Regions from separate parts of the Mus musculus genome. Here regions 1, 2, 3 and 4 are each linked to region 5. A link is a contact called in public promoter capture Hi-C data. All regions are on one chromosome and are shown on one strand. The core of a region is the stretch at or near the end of the contact, and the rest is flanking DNA. Distances in the headings are between cores, read along the strand shown. Region 1 has its middle 25 kb from the start of Gm34474. Region 2 has its middle 59 kb from the start of Gm34474. Region 3 holds the start of Ppp1r3b (protein phosphatase 1, regulatory subunit 3B). Region 4 has its middle 29 kb from the start of Gm34647. Region 5 holds the start of Leprotl1 (leptin receptor overlapping transcript-like 1).

What was found. Promoter capture Hi-C pulls out the DNA fragments that hold promoters and counts their contacts.
Region 1: a promoter capture Hi-C map of liver shows a contact between it and region 5, with 5 times the contacts expected there. The contact joins the enhancer-like site here to the promoter of Leprotl1 in region 5. A contact is called at or near these places in 9 of 39 promoter capture datasets (the C10 cell line, cranial neural crest, embryonic stem cells and 3 more), 6 of 115 datasets of contacts at active chromatin or transcription factors (acute myeloid leukemia, astrocytes, embryonic stem cells and 1 more) and 2 of 9 other capture datasets (liver and pancreatic islet).
Region 2: a contact with region 5 is called in a promoter capture Hi-C map of hippocampal neurons, with 6 times the contacts expected there. The contact joins the enhancer-like site here to the promoter of Leprotl1 in region 5. A contact is called at or near these places in 4 of 39 promoter capture datasets (the C10 cell line, cranial neural crest, embryonic stem cells and 1 more), 8 of 115 datasets of contacts at active chromatin or transcription factors (astrocytes, bone marrow-derived macrophages, embryonic basal ganglia and 4 more) and 2 of 9 other capture datasets (liver and macrophages).
Region 3: a promoter capture Hi-C map of embryonic stem cells shows a contact between it and region 5, with 5 times the contacts expected there. The contact joins the promoter of Ppp1r3b here to the promoter of Leprotl1 in region 5. A contact is called at or near these places in 6 of 39 promoter capture datasets (the C10 cell line, embryonic stem cells, hippocampal neurons and 2 more), 2 of 484 Hi-C or Micro-C datasets (Th1 cells and bone marrow-derived macrophages), 8 of 115 datasets of contacts at active chromatin or transcription factors (astrocytes, embryonic hindbrain, embryonic stem cells and 4 more) and 2 of 9 other capture datasets (liver and macrophages).
Region 4: a contact with region 5 is called in a promoter capture Hi-C map of liver, with 3 times the contacts expected there. The contact joins the enhancer-like site here to the promoter of Leprotl1 in region 5. A contact is called at or near these places in 4 of 39 promoter capture datasets (hippocampal neurons, liver and stem cell-derived epiblast-like cells) and 3 of 115 datasets of contacts at active chromatin or transcription factors (astrocytes, cardiomyocytes and stem cell-derived neural progenitor cells).

The regions. Positions count from the first base shown.
Region 1 is chr8:35,192,586-35,195,285 of GRCm38.p6, reverse strand. No RefSeq gene overlaps it. Among named protein-coding and RNA genes, the nearest start is that of Gm34474, 25 kb to the left of the region's middle. Within about 2 kb of position 1,370, at least 23 of the 459 cell types and tissues checked have an H3K27ac peak or open chromatin away from gene starts, as enhancers often do. A contact at or near this core is called in liver and pancreatic islet, where this site is marked.
Region 2 is chr8:35,158,171-35,160,870 of GRCm38.p6, reverse strand. No RefSeq gene overlaps it. Among named protein-coding and RNA genes, the nearest start is that of Gm34474, 59 kb to the left of the region's middle. Within about 2 kb of position 1,335, at least 32 of the 459 cell types and tissues checked have an H3K27ac peak or open chromatin away from gene starts, as enhancers often do. A contact at or near this core is called in bone marrow-derived macrophages and hippocampal neurons, where this site is marked.
Region 3 is chr8:35,375,343-35,378,042 of GRCm38.p6, reverse strand. It overlaps Ppp1r3b (protein phosphatase 1, regulatory subunit 3B), which reads right to left and starts at 1,381. Exons shown (of 2, transcript NM_001364452.1): 1 at 1,290-1,381.
Region 4 is chr8:35,289,292-35,291,991 of GRCm38.p6, reverse strand. No RefSeq gene overlaps it. Among named protein-coding and RNA genes, the nearest start is that of Gm34647, 29 kb to the right of the region's middle. Within about 2 kb of position 1,306, at least 9 of the 459 cell types and tissues checked have an H3K27ac peak or open chromatin away from gene starts, as enhancers often do. A contact at or near this core is called in liver, where this site is marked.
Region 5 is chr8:34,145,444-34,148,143 of GRCm38.p6, reverse strand. It overlaps Leprotl1 (leptin receptor overlapping transcript-like 1), which reads left to right and starts at 1,405. Exons shown (of 4, transcript NM_026609.2): 1 at 1,405-1,459. The coding sequence starts at 1,444.

The DNA of each region.
Region 1 (2,700 bases), core at 121-2,620, 1.0 Mb before region 5:
CTCTCTTCAGTGCAGGTTCAGTTTGCTCTTAAGTTTAAGTTGGACTCCCTTTGTGGTGAAGCGAGTAAGAAAGCCAGGCTTTGCTGAAAGGTCCCTGCATCTCTGACATTTGGTTTGTTATGCAACCACCTGCTAAGACTGAGAGGTAGGCAAAATGTACATCCATTAAGCCACTCCTCCCTCGCTTGCTCACCGTGAGCATCACAAATATGCGGGGACTCTCCAGTCCTGACTCCCTGCGACCCCCCACCTCCAGGACAAGGGCATCAGTATATCCTCCCACTCCCAATCAGCCAATGGGCTTTTAGAGCTATCTCTCCAAGAGAGCATGACCACACATGTAAAGAAAGGGCAAATTCACCCACTGCTGAGTCCCAGGAAGAACCTGCCCCAAGGGAAAACCATGCAGAGAATGGCCACGGGGAGGCAAATCTCAGTTCTGGTCTAGGTGATGGGAAAACATTCTGTATGCTCAAAAGGCTTTCCCAGATGTTAAGGACTAGCTGTTTCATTTGAAAGCTGAGCCTGTAACATCTAGGTAGCAGTCAGAGAGATCTTAGTCTGTAAACATATTTATGCTTACGCAGGCATGATCATCTCCTGCCGTCTGGTGCTGGTTTGCCTTTCTGTGAAGAGCCATAATAATGAGGTCTCTAAATAGTCTGGACACAGTAAAGGGCGCCAAACAGCCCAGTGCCCCACCCCCACCCGACCCTGCTGTCTGCTGAGATCTCTGTGCTAGAACTGGGTGCTTCCAGCCTGAGCTCTCTCTGTATCTGCTTCCTGACCCACCAGGATGTGAGCAAGCCACCTTCCCGCTGCAACAGACAGATACCACCATGAAGCTATGAATGGAATAAATCCTTCCTCCCTGGAGTTGTCCTGGGGATGAGAAGAACCATGAATGAATGCGTGATAAGTTCCTTTGAAACTGCGACTTCGGGCAAGAAACAAGACATGGCACGGGGGGGGGGGGGGGGGTAGGGACCCTTAGTGGTGCAGAAGTTTACAACATCTTTTCTCCTTTTCTCCCATCTGAGACTGCTCAGAGGGGCCTCTCTGTTCCATGCCTTTCCACTTTTAGCATCCGTTGATCTGTGAAAGCTGGTATAGGGAATGTTTGCCATATGCAGAGATGTTTTGTTGACCTGGGTCCAGTCTCTGTGGACTCCAAGCAGCAGGAAGCTCCAGGTGTGTTGAAAGGGCCAAAGAAGCTTGCCAAGGAAGCTGAGACTCCCAGAGGCTCAGAGCCAGGCTTTTTTTATTTTTTATTTTTTTGTCAGTTGGAAGGCTTCCACAGAGATCAGTGAACACAAAGGCCACCCCCGAGCCAGAGAGTGAGCATGAATTGAGTTCCACCAGATGGAGCCAGCATTCCTAGTGGCTTAGCATGCATTGCCTTGTAGAGGCTGAGCTGAGAACTGCCAAGTATCCTTGTGAGCTCCACACTCTTGCAAGTCAGAGGCCAGGCAGGAGCCACACCTGGGAGTGGGAAAGGGACATGAGATTACTAGCCCACATTTCATTGGTATCTCTCAACACCCTCGGTTTGTTCCCTCCTGCTTCTGTTGTATGAACATCACCACCTCATGGACAGACCTCCTCACTACAGATAACCCTAATTAGTCCCCCGCAAACACATACATACAATCGCTGTTTAGCTATTTCAACCTTGTAGGCCTGTGGGGTTCAGAGACTAGGCCAGTTGAAACAACATATCCATGAGTGTATAAACCCTTTAGACCTATAATGCATCCTATAACATGTGTACATACAGTGTTTATATTTTATTTGTATATTATCCATATACAAAATAAGGGTGCTACATGAGATATGTACAGAGAAGATAGATGTGTTCGCATGTAATTGTATAGATTCAGATAACTCATACTCAGTGTCTATTTTTATTTGTTTAGATATATAAATATATAACTTAATATAACACACAAAAGTCTATTTTATTTAAATATTTAACTGCATCATTCTTTAAATAGAAATATATATTTATTAAGATATTATACAGATGTTATATCTTGGGCTATCTGTAGGTCCATGCTGACATGGTCCTTTCTTTTCATAAATATCTCAGACTACTGATTTCACAGTTATTTTCCCTGTCTTTGATGTATAAAATATACCCTATGTCAAAGGGATAAAAATTCAGCCCCTAGGCTTCACAGTTGGATCAGTAAAAAGGGCACATGGTAGCCACTTAGTAATAGATATAGGATACCCAGCCTAGGCTTGGCATTTAATATGTGATTTAGTGCACAGATTTAGTATGTGGTGCTAGGAGGGTGGTGGGGCTGGTGGGTGATGAAGCTGAAATTATTATGTGAAACTGTGACCCTAAAGAGGTCAGTGTGTTCAGTGGCTATCATCCTGAGGAAAATTCTTGTACTAGTCACCTTTCTGGTCTCCTGGACAGAACACTTGTGCTATTGTGAAGAGACACCATGACCAAAGGAACGCTTTTAAAAGAAAAGCATTTAGTTAGAGGCTTGTTTACCGTTTCAGAGATTTAGTCCATTATCATCACAGTGGGATTATGGCAGCTGGCAGGAATGGTGCTGGAGCAGGAGCTAAGAGCTGCATTCTGATCCACAGGCAGAGAGGGGGAGGGGAAGGGAGAGGGGGAGGAGGAGGGGAAAGGAGGAGAGGGGTAGGGGAAGGAGAGGAGGAGGGAGATGGGGAGGGGGA
Region 2 (2,700 bases), core at 86-2,585, 1.0 Mb before region 5:
TCTCCATTGTAGTCCAGACTCCTTAAAGGACCAGCTGCAGTGCAGCTAGAGTTACAAGCAGTAGTGAGCTGTTCAGTATGGATTCAGGGAACCAAACCCAGATGCTTTGGACGAGCAGCAAACATCCTTAACTGCTGAGCCATCTCTCCAGGCGCCCTCGCTTTTTTAACGGCAGCCAGTCTCATGTAGCCCAGGCTAACCCCTAACTCATTACATGGCTGAGGGTGATCTTAAACGTCTGACCCTCCTCCCTCTAGCTCCTGGTATCAACATTAGTCTTTTCTCCGGAAGAGTATCGCTATTGTACAAACCCAGGCAATACAAAAACCGCAACATTCCGTGAGAGCTAGAGCCCAAGGTAAGGGTGGCGCGCTCCAGAAGGGGCGTGGGTGTTTGCCTATGGAGCAGCCTGCACTGGCCACTCCCCCAGCAAATCCCAGCCAGGCCGCCGGTTCTCTCTGAGCCCGGCTCCAAGGCAGTGCTGGTGAGCAGCTTGTCATGATGGGAACATGTCTCATTCCTTTCTGTCACGGTCAGATGCTCAACAGTTTCCTGGGATTTGGAGCAAGTTGTTCACGTTCTTGACTGATTGCTCATCTGTTAGAAAGATTCAGGGGAGGGCCCCAAGATTGCTGGCAAAGACTGACCCTAGAGGAGGAAGCAAAAGTCATGGCTATCCAACTGCCCAGAGTAGTAGCTCTCAGCCTTCGTAATGCTGCAACCCTTTAATACAATTCCTCATGTTGTGGTGACATCCCATCCCCACCCCGCCTATGACATTATTTCTGTCGCTACTTCGTAACTGTAATTTTTCTTCTGTTATGAATCATAATGTAATGTCTAATATCCAGGATATCTGATATTCAAGGCCTGTGAAAGATGATTGGATGGCCAAGGGGGTCGTATCCTTTCTGAGGCTAACGGGAGGGGGTGGGGATGAGAGGGAGGGGCTAGGAAGAGAGGTGGGAGGGGAAGCTTCGATCTAAATGTTAATCAATAACTTAATCAATTTTAAAAAGAAAAAGAAAAGAAAAGGCCGTTCTATTGATGAGCACTGTGCTCTGTGGTCACCACAATCTGGACACATCTTGTTGGTTGGATCCCTAGTTGGCAAGGTCATGTGCAGGGTAAATTCAGACACACGTCTTTTCCAGAGTGAGCACCGGGGTGGGGGCGGAGGGTCCTGGGAAGACAGAGAGTTCTTCGGCTACCTACATTCTTTAAAAATCTACTAGTTTTGCCCAATGATTTGGTCAGCCTTGACCAAAGAAGCATTTTTTAAGGGAAATTTCACTCCTACATCCACTTCCAAAGTAATGTTCCTGCTGTCCACCAGGGGGCGATTGAAACGCGGCCCCGAAATCAGAACCAGGAGGCGCTGTGAGTCTGAAGGGAAAGCAGCAGCAGGAAATAGGTGGCTTTACGCAGTGATTCTTGTAACAAAACTCACCAACCAACCCTCTTAACTTTTCTAGGATTCTCTGGTTAGGTTTCCACTCTGGTGCTGTAGGGGTAGATGTTACTGCTCCCCGACGTGATCCAGAAAGGCCAAACTCTCTCTCTCTCTCTCTCTCTCTCTCTCTCTCTCTCTCTCTCTCTCTCTCTCTCTCTCTCTCTCTCTCTCTCTCTCTCTCTCTCTCTCTCTCTCTCTCTCTCTCCTCTACCGCACAGAGTGTTTCCACCCTGCTACCGAATTGCCTCGATATTCGGTGGATTATGGCATCAATCTGAGCCGTGCACAAGGTCAAAGAACTTGGTGGCTTCTTGCTCGAAGTATGGGCAGGTACAGCATTCATTTCACAAGCAAGCAGCCACTGTCTTACAGGGCTCATGCAGCCAAACCGTGCCTTTTTCTTGAGTAGGACCAGCCCTCAGACACTGCTCTGCCCGGTCGCCATCTTCTCGTCACTGTGTGTCACTAAGAAATGGGTCATCTTTGCTGTTAGAGTAATTTTGTTTCTGGTTGAAAAAATTGTAGCATGCATATGTTTCCAAGGCTGGGACATAGTCAGTGAAGAGGAAGACCAGGAGAAAGCGCAGACTAGAGCAGCAGTTTTATCTGACCCTGCTTGGTTCAGGCTACTGAATTGAGTGAGGCTCTGCATCCGTAGGCTCTGCATTCTAAATTAGAATGATCTGGTCCTTTGGAAGTTCCTAGGATTTGAGAGGTGACTTAGTAACCATCTCTGACCTCTCTGGGGGCTGGCTCACTGGTACCCAGCTTCCAAATCCTAACAGTGAGGTAGAAGCAAGCTCAAGACTTACTTTACTCTGCCTGTCGACTTCCCAGTTGGTATAAGCCAGGCATTCCGACAGAAACCCATCACTCCTCGTGGTTTGTCTGTGGAGCTAGGTAAGTAGGCTTTTGTGAGCTGGCCTTGGGAGCTTGCCCATTATGTGTAATTTCAGAGCTGTGGGATACGAAGCTCACATTCTAAATGACTGCCTCACTGGCTTTTAGAATTTTCCTGAAATGAGTATATTGCTGATTGTGAACAACCTGGGTCGTTTTTTGGTTTTGTTTTGTTTTCTGTAAATGACCAGAAATGGGCTGAGAGAGAGTTGGGGGTAAATCAGAATATTTCTGAACGGCAGAATCCATCTCTTTGTGAAGAAGGCTGACATGCCTCGGGAAGGGAAGCGGGGTCATGCTGGTTCTTAAATGATTAGTCAAAGGGAACTGTGAGGCGTGCCTCTCAC
Region 3 (2,700 bases), core at 132-2,631, 1.2 Mb before region 5:
CACATTTGAGCCGGTAAAGCGACACAGGACCTGGACACAGTTGCAGGACAGGATCCCAGGAGCCTAAGGAGCTGTTTCCCAAGAACAATCACACACCCTGCTTTCACGTGGGTGCCTCAGAAGTCAACTGCCTCTGAAGAGAGCTTGGGCCAGGTTTGGGACGCTTGCAGAAATACCTTCTGTGTCCTACTGAAATAATGTGGTCTTTCAAGATGCTGCCAGCCTTAGAAGGCCAGTAATATTTCTTTTAAGCTTGACAAGTCTGAACAGAAAAACAAAAACAAAAAACCAAAAAAAAAAAAAAAAACCAAAAACCAAAAAAAACAAAAAACAAAACAAAACAAAACAAAACAAAAAAAACCAAAACCCACAACCTGCCTAGCTTCAGGCAGTTGAGCGACTGAGTTTCTGACTGAGACCTTCTTTCTGCAACTCTTCCTCGCTGATGTCAAAACCAAGTTAACAATAACCCACCGCAACACTACATTAGATAAATATCCTCAACCAATTCAAGACACCACCATCCACTCCTCCCCCCCCCTTTCAGCAAATCTCGGTTCTCTCCCCAAATGTCTAGCTGATACTTTTATATGTATGAAGTTGACATTGGCCCCCTTTTGTATACAGACCCTAATTATTACAGTTTTAATGTATACACCCCTCAATCCTTGAAGAGAAATGTTTTTGAATAGGGCCGCATAATGAGCAGTCAGGTAGCTTTGAATGAGGCAGCCCACACCAGCTAATAAGGGCCAAAGACAGCAAGAAGCTCAGGCCTAAGAAGGCCTCTGCCCAGCTGAGCTTTAACAAACGAAGAACTCTCCGGGTTTAAGGGTTTCTTCTGAGGTCACTTGCAGCTTTGACCTTCAAGGTTGCTAATAGGGCCCCGATGCTTCTCTTTCTACTAACTTTCCCCTAAATGGCCCTAGTTTACTTCAGCTGTCTCTACTTTCTCCCTGGCTCCTGGACGTTCTTGCCAAAGGGACCAGTTCCTTCCCTGCCTAGGCTGAAGAAGCCTTTCTTTCTCCTGGACCCGCAAGCTGAGACAGGGCCACATTCCAGCAACTCTGCAAGTTCCCCCACTCAAGTCTTTTTCAACTTTCTCTGTTTCCCCGTGGGCCTGCCATCCCCTGTTCTGAAGCTGCCGTCCGGTTCAGAGCCTCTCCTCTGGGTTCAAAACGGTAGCTGTGAACAAGTCCCTGGGGGAAGGTCAGCGAGTCCCCATCCCACCAGACACAGGGTGTGCCTGCACCCGCCCTCGCCCCAGCTTAGACTGGGTCTGCACCTACCTCTCCCGGCGGCGCCGCAGCCGGGGCCGCTGCTCGCTGGCCTCATGGGAGAGCCTGAGAGAAGTGTCAGGGTTGATTGCTGCCACTGAACTACGTGAGCGTCGGGGTGTCCCGGGGGTAGGGCCTGGGCTTAGTTCCCGGAGACGAACAAGGAGGAGGAGCCCAAGTTATCACATCAGGGCGGGACCTGGCGGCGGGACAGCCCAGATGGGGGCAGCGCCTCGCGAGCACCCCCACGCGGGCTGCCCCGTTCCCGGGTGGAGCTCGCCTCGAGCCCATTGCCTTCCGAGACCCGAGACGACACAGCGTGTGCCTCTTGCCTGTGTGCAGCAAAAGGAGATCTGAACCTAAGTGGGGAGTAGTAGGGACTGGTCCGCACTACTTGATGGAGTCAGGGCTGGGACACGGGTTTCTCGCGTCTATTTCGTAACGGGAAACTGAAGCCCCGGGAGCTTGTATTTGGACTCCAGATTCTGCCACAAAAAACTAGAATTATCTTCCAAAGTGTCACATCTCAGGTTGGGGATGTGCCACGTTAGGACTCGAGACATCCTTTCTGTTCAGGACACGTTTCGCAGGCTAACTCGCTTAGGGATCTCGGGGGTCCCCTCTAGGCTCCATCCCAGCTCCGGTGCCTGAGATGTTTCTGCACGCTGAAGCGACAAGCCACCCGAGCCCAGCTAGGGGATTCTACTACCTGGGAGTCAGTGTTAGTGGGACAAATGGTAAGTGTCGGAGAACTCCCCCGCGTGCCCCTCACCGCAGATTTCCTGGCTCTGGACCTTGAACTAGAGGCTTGAGGAGGTACGTACCCGGTACCACTCTTGAGTACGGAGGGGAGACCCTTCAGCCCGCCCCACCATCTGAGCTGGGTGACAGTGACAGCAACCACGACGGCAAAAGTGGGGCAGGCACTCGGCTTGGTCCACGCAACAGCAGCCCTCTCACCTGCTCACTGGATTGCAGCACTCTGGATTCCAGCTCCAGCAATCTGTGGCTCACTTTAACTTTCCAGCCACCTCTCCCCACTAAGGGTGCTATCCAAGACCACCTTACCCCCACCCCCACGTGAACGCAGGACTCAGCCAATGAGCTTCCGGGACATGAGCCGCAGACCAATAGCTACACTTGGGGCGAACAGCACTCTACCACGTGATCTGCAGTGTGTGGCGAGTGACAGGGCTGGAGTCCAGGATCTGGGAAGGGGACAGCGGGTCACAATTTCATCAGGAACCGGGGTACCCATGCCAAGGGGTGGAGGCGATTTCCTACGGTAGAAGGTCCGGCTGTAGAGAGACGGACTGAGGAGCACAGGCTGTGTGCAAAGTTCCCCACTGCTAACAAAGTTCTAGCTAGATGGTAGACTCCCAAGTGTGGAAGGCAGTGTTGTCTTTCCTTTGGCCCCTCCTTC
Region 4 (2,700 bases), core at 57-2,556, 1.1 Mb before region 5:
ATCTAGAGACTGCCACACCTGGGGATTCATCCCATAATCAGCCTCCAAACACTGACACCATTGCATATACCAGCAAAATTTTGCTGAAAGGATCCTGATATGGCTGTCTCTTGTGAGGCTATGCCGGTGCCTAGCAAACACAGAAGTGGATGCTCACAGTCAGCTATTGGATGGATCACAGGGACCCCAATGGAGGAGCTAGAGAAAGTATCCAAAGAGCTAAAGGAGTCCTCAACCCTATAGGTGGAACAACAATATGAACTAACCAATACCCCGGAGCTCATGTCTCTAGCTGCATATGTAGTAGAAGATGGCCTAGTTGGCCATCATTGGGAAGAGAGGCCCCTTGGTCTTACAAACTTTATATGCCTCAGTACAGGGGAACGCCAGGGCCAAGAAGTGGGTGGGTAGGGGGTTGAGGGGGAGAGGGTATGGGGGACTTTTGGGATAGCATTTGAAATGTAAATGAAGAAAATACCTAATTAAAAAATATTTTTAAAAAGTGTTTAATAGCAGCTGTTTTCTACTGTACCATAACAAATTATCACACACTTAATGGCTTGAAACGACACAAATATCTTTACGGGCCCAGAGATCAGATGTCTAAATGAGTCTTGTTTAATACAAGGTTGCAGTGAGCTCTGAGCTCTTGAGGAGATCTTCTTTCCTGACCCATCCAGCTCCTAAAGGGACACTCAGCTTCTTAGTGTGCACCCGTTCTTCTGCCTTCCAGGAGGGTGGCACCTGAAAATCCCTCACCCCAATGCTGCCTTCATGACTGTCTCTCCTCTCCTGACTCTAACCCTCCCATCTGTCCCTTTCTTATAGCAAGCTGTGATAGCTCAGATCTTAATTGTATCCCAAATATCCAGCCAGTAAAATGTTGTCCCCAGCGTGGTGCTGTTGGAAGGCGGTAAAACTGTTTAGAGGCTTCCATGAGTGTTTAAGTCACTGAGGAGTGTGTGCCCTTGAAGGAGATCCTGAGATCCCGGGGTCCTTGTCCCTCTTCATGCTAATCAGGAGGGAAGCTATGTTGCTCTGCCACACTGCTGTACTTCTCTTATGATATATTGCTTCGACACAGACCCAAAGCGCAGACTCGAACCTCTGAACCTGTGGCCATAATATAGCCTCCTTTATTTCGAATACCTCAGGGGTCTGTTACAGTCCCTGAAGATGAACAGGTCCTGTTTCCTGGCAGTTTCCCGGATCCCAGTCCAGCAGCAACAGCCAATTTCAAGTCCTGTAAGTCGATTGCCTTTGCCAGGTCCCTGTGTCCTTTTGTCCTGTGAGGTAGCATAGCCACCCGTTCCAGGAGTAAGAGATAGTCATTTCTCACTGTAATCCGGGCCACAGGGTTTTCAGTCTATCATGACTATCGCCTTCCTAGAGATATTTGTTCTGATTTGTGATTAGAAACCTCTGTCTCTGGGCCCAGATTGTACTATCACATAAAATCCATTAGAGGTCCAAGTGTAACCAGCCATCAAACTAGGTTCAAAAGTCCCCCAGGGAAACATATGAGGTTAGACCCGGGGCAAGCATGGAGATGCTGTTTCTGGGTGGTCAACCCGAAATAAGAAGCTAACCTTCTGCCTGAATCCCTTAAGCCTTAAAGCTGCTGGAACCTTCCTTAGTTTACATACACATGAAGCTGAAGGCATCCGACGGCTGAATTATAAGGTAGGTGTCACACCACACTAAGTCAAGACTGAATTTCTGCTCAGTTCCTAAGAAGTCTGGACTTTCTCTGAGTCCAAGCCAACAAAGGCCGCCTGTCAGCCCTGCACTCTCAAGCAAAGGCCTCCCCTCCCCCCACCCAAAAGGTGTTGCTTGCAGTACTGGCACATTGTGTGTGTGTGTGTGTGTGTGTGTGTGTGAGAACTGACCTTATTTTAGAATGGAAAAAAACCACCGCTCAGTATACTTTTAGATAAGAATGGTCATATGACTTGTTATTTAGGCCAAAGTCTTTCCTCTCATTTTCTTATATAATCAAATCACATAGAGTTGAATTCTGAAACTAGGAAAGAGACAACTGACCGCTAAAGTCTCTGGCCAGCTCTCAAGGTTGGGATGAACTTTCTGAAAAATCAAAACAAAACAAAATAAAACAAAACATTTTTTTCACCCTTTGTTTCATATAGAAATCTTAAATTCCCTCCTTTAATCACACGGTTCTCCAAGGTGCTACTGTATGTATGTATCCTTTGGAAATATTGACTTCTTACCCTCCTCCCCCAGTGTGCTCACTCAGAGATTAATTCTCCTAACTCATTTGACTTCACCGTTTGTGATGATAATGGTCAGAGGTGTGGAGCCGGGTCCCTGGTCTTCTTGGGTTTATGAATTACAACAAGGAGACTGAAGTGCGTCTCAGTCTCAAAAGCAGGGTCTATTGAAGCCGAGCTCTTTGATGTTCGACTGCACAATGAAAACCTTGTAAAGGGACGCAGGATCTGGGAGGGTGGACATTTAAGCTCACGCCAGGGACAAGAACGAGAGCATTGTTTGGCCCCAGCAGAGGACAGGTGGCTCTCAGTGAAGTCCACAGTAGTGGGGGTATGGACGAGAGAAGGGTTTCTGGGGGATTTGTTTGACAGTCTACATTAGCCCTACACACTGTGTGACAGGCCAGTAGACACGAGGTCTCTTCCGGCCACAGTTTCCACCCGTGACAGGAGAGATGGTCTCACCATG
Region 5 (2,700 bases), core at 156-2,655:
GCTTCTCCTCTCTCCAGCTTTCCAAATTCCCGTTCCATTTATTAGCAAAGAGCATGTTCCATCTGCCCCCCAACACACACACACACACACACAAACAACCCAACTTTGTCTTTCCATTAAAAGAGTCCTGTCAGATCAAACCAAAGGACTATTTCCCATGTCTTCTATTTCCTAGATATTTCTAGGATAGAGGTTGTCTCTGCCTTCTTAGATTCAACAGAGGAGACCTACATATTAGCAGCTGTAAGGCCTATTAAAGGGGAGAGTGTATTTTACAGGCTGTATTTTACAGGCTTAGCAAGGTTCCGAATAAAGGAAAACACAACCGGCTAGGTCTGGGAGCCCATAAGGCATTTTAACAAAAGGCAATACGCTGTGGGAAAGCAACTAAATGGAAGAAATTTGGGCTTTCAGGGGAAAACTAAGGGAGATAAAGGCTATTTCTGTAACATTTCTACAAACTCCAATTGCGGCTGCTTACAGAGACATCTGTCTCTTCCTCAGAAATGAAAATATTTACACATGGGAAATTTTGTGTTGCAAATATCTTCTCATGTAACACAGGAAAGGAAGTTCCGGCTACCTTTACAAGGAGAAACTTAAATCGGTCTGATTTTGTACAGAAAAGGAGCGCAGCCAATTCCCCTTCTATGTCTCTCTCTTTTTTAAAATTGATTTCAGCTACAGTCATCTTTCCGCCGCCCCAGTGGTATATTTTGGAGTGCAGATGGATCCCTCTTGCTATCCATTATCTTCGTCGCACTTTTGTTCTCTTTTGAGTATTTTCTCTTTCTAGTCTGCAAACAACCCGAGGGCAGAAACTACACCTGGTTTTGTTCATCCCAACGCCTACCCGGTTCCCCAGCATATGCTATGTGGGAAGCTTACATAAATATATAGGATCTCTGCGGGGCGCCCCCCCCCCCACTTCCCCATCCTTTTTGTCACCAAGACTGAAAAGCTCTCCGACTCCCAAGAGGAAGCATCTTTATGTTCACATTATGACTCGTTGACTCCCTGCGGGGGTGGAGGGGACCTCATGGGATCTGTGTTAGGAACCCAAGGAGAGAAGCAGAGACCACCCATCTCACGTGTCACAGACTGGGTGGTGGGAGGAGAAATGGGCTCGCGGGGCAGAAAGTGAGGCGATCCCGCAAAGACATCGCCCGCATCTTCACGAGCTCCGCACGCTCTCTTCTCGAGACCGCGGGGACTCCGGGCCGGAGCTGCCCCGCACGTCCCCAGCTGGCCCCCCTCAGCCGCGGAAGGAAGGACGCCGGCCCGGCCCGGCCCGGCCTCGCGCGCCCCCACGCCCCCGCGCGAGCCGCCGGCGGAAGTGCAGCGGGGTGCACTTCCGGGTGTTGTCTGGCCGCCGCCGCCGCCGCGCGTCTCGGGTCTCCCGGCCACCGCCCGGGTCGTGGAGCCAGGAGCGACGTCACCGCCATGGCGGGCATCAAAGGTGGGCCTGGGCCGCGGGGCCGGGGCCGTAGGGATGGGGCGGGGCGGCGTGGGGACGACCCAGCCGGGCTCCTCCGGCGGTGGCGCTCCGCCCCTGGACCAGAACGGGGCAACCCGGCCACCGACGCGGTCTGCGCGAGTTTGCACCCAGAGACATTGAGGGCTGCGATCGGGAGGAATGCCCGGCACGGCAAACCAGTGTGGTTTCCCACCCGAGGCACGAACGCGCCCGTCTCCCAAACCCGGGCTCTGCATCCGCTCCCGGGATCGCGGTGCACAGGCTTTCCCTGCCTCTTAAATCGAATGCATCTTTGGTGTTTTTAAGGTGCAGTAGAGCCCGGATGCTAACCCAGAGTGCTCCTGGCTTCCTTTCCCCCACAAGTGCACGTTGACACTTTGTAGTTGTGATTTTTTTTTTTTTTTAAGAAGAAAGGTAACGAACACCTTGATGAAAGGTTACTTGTCTATTGGTGTGTTTTCTTCAGAGAGAACGGGATGTTGCATTCTTTGAAGACAGGGAACTTGGCTCAGTAGTAGTCTTGCCCCTGGGGTTAGAAGCAAAGTTTTGTATTTACTTATCAGCGGATCACTTTGATTTCCTGACCTGCTTTGTAGAAGAGATAACCTAGTTGGAAGTAAAAACAGTTGGATAGTGGTGCTTCCACCTCGCTGGTAAGGGCGACTTTGGCTGAGCTTTTTCCCTGGTTCACGTTTTTTCTGGTGTCTTGTTTATTTTCGGTGCCTAAAAAAAAAAAAGATGTTATTTCTCGTATAGAACCTTGTCATCTGAGCAACTAGGACACTTTCGGATCTCTTTTTGAGCTATAATAGACCCTTTCAAGTTCTAACGTGGATGGAAGTTACTGTAAAGTGCTGTTCTTTTTAGGATGTTGCCTGCGTTTCTCTACCCACCTGCGGTGTCATTAATGAGGGACTCTTTAAAAAAAGAAAACAGTTTTTATGGTTCTCCAAATCTGGATAATGTTAATCCTGGTGACAGTGACTGGGGGGGGGGGTAATTTTACTTTTTAAAGATTTCAGTGCCTTTTAAAGTTACAGGTTGCTTATCAAGATATTTCTTCCTGTTGGCCTTTAGATTGCCCTTAAGTAAGGAGTATTGCTGTAAAGACCATTACATATTTCTTGAGCCAGTTGCCTGCTACTCTGTGATACATTATATTTTCTGCTAACTCCCAGGCCGGGGAACTTGACCCCTTCACCTCTGTCTTTGTAGTCCATCTT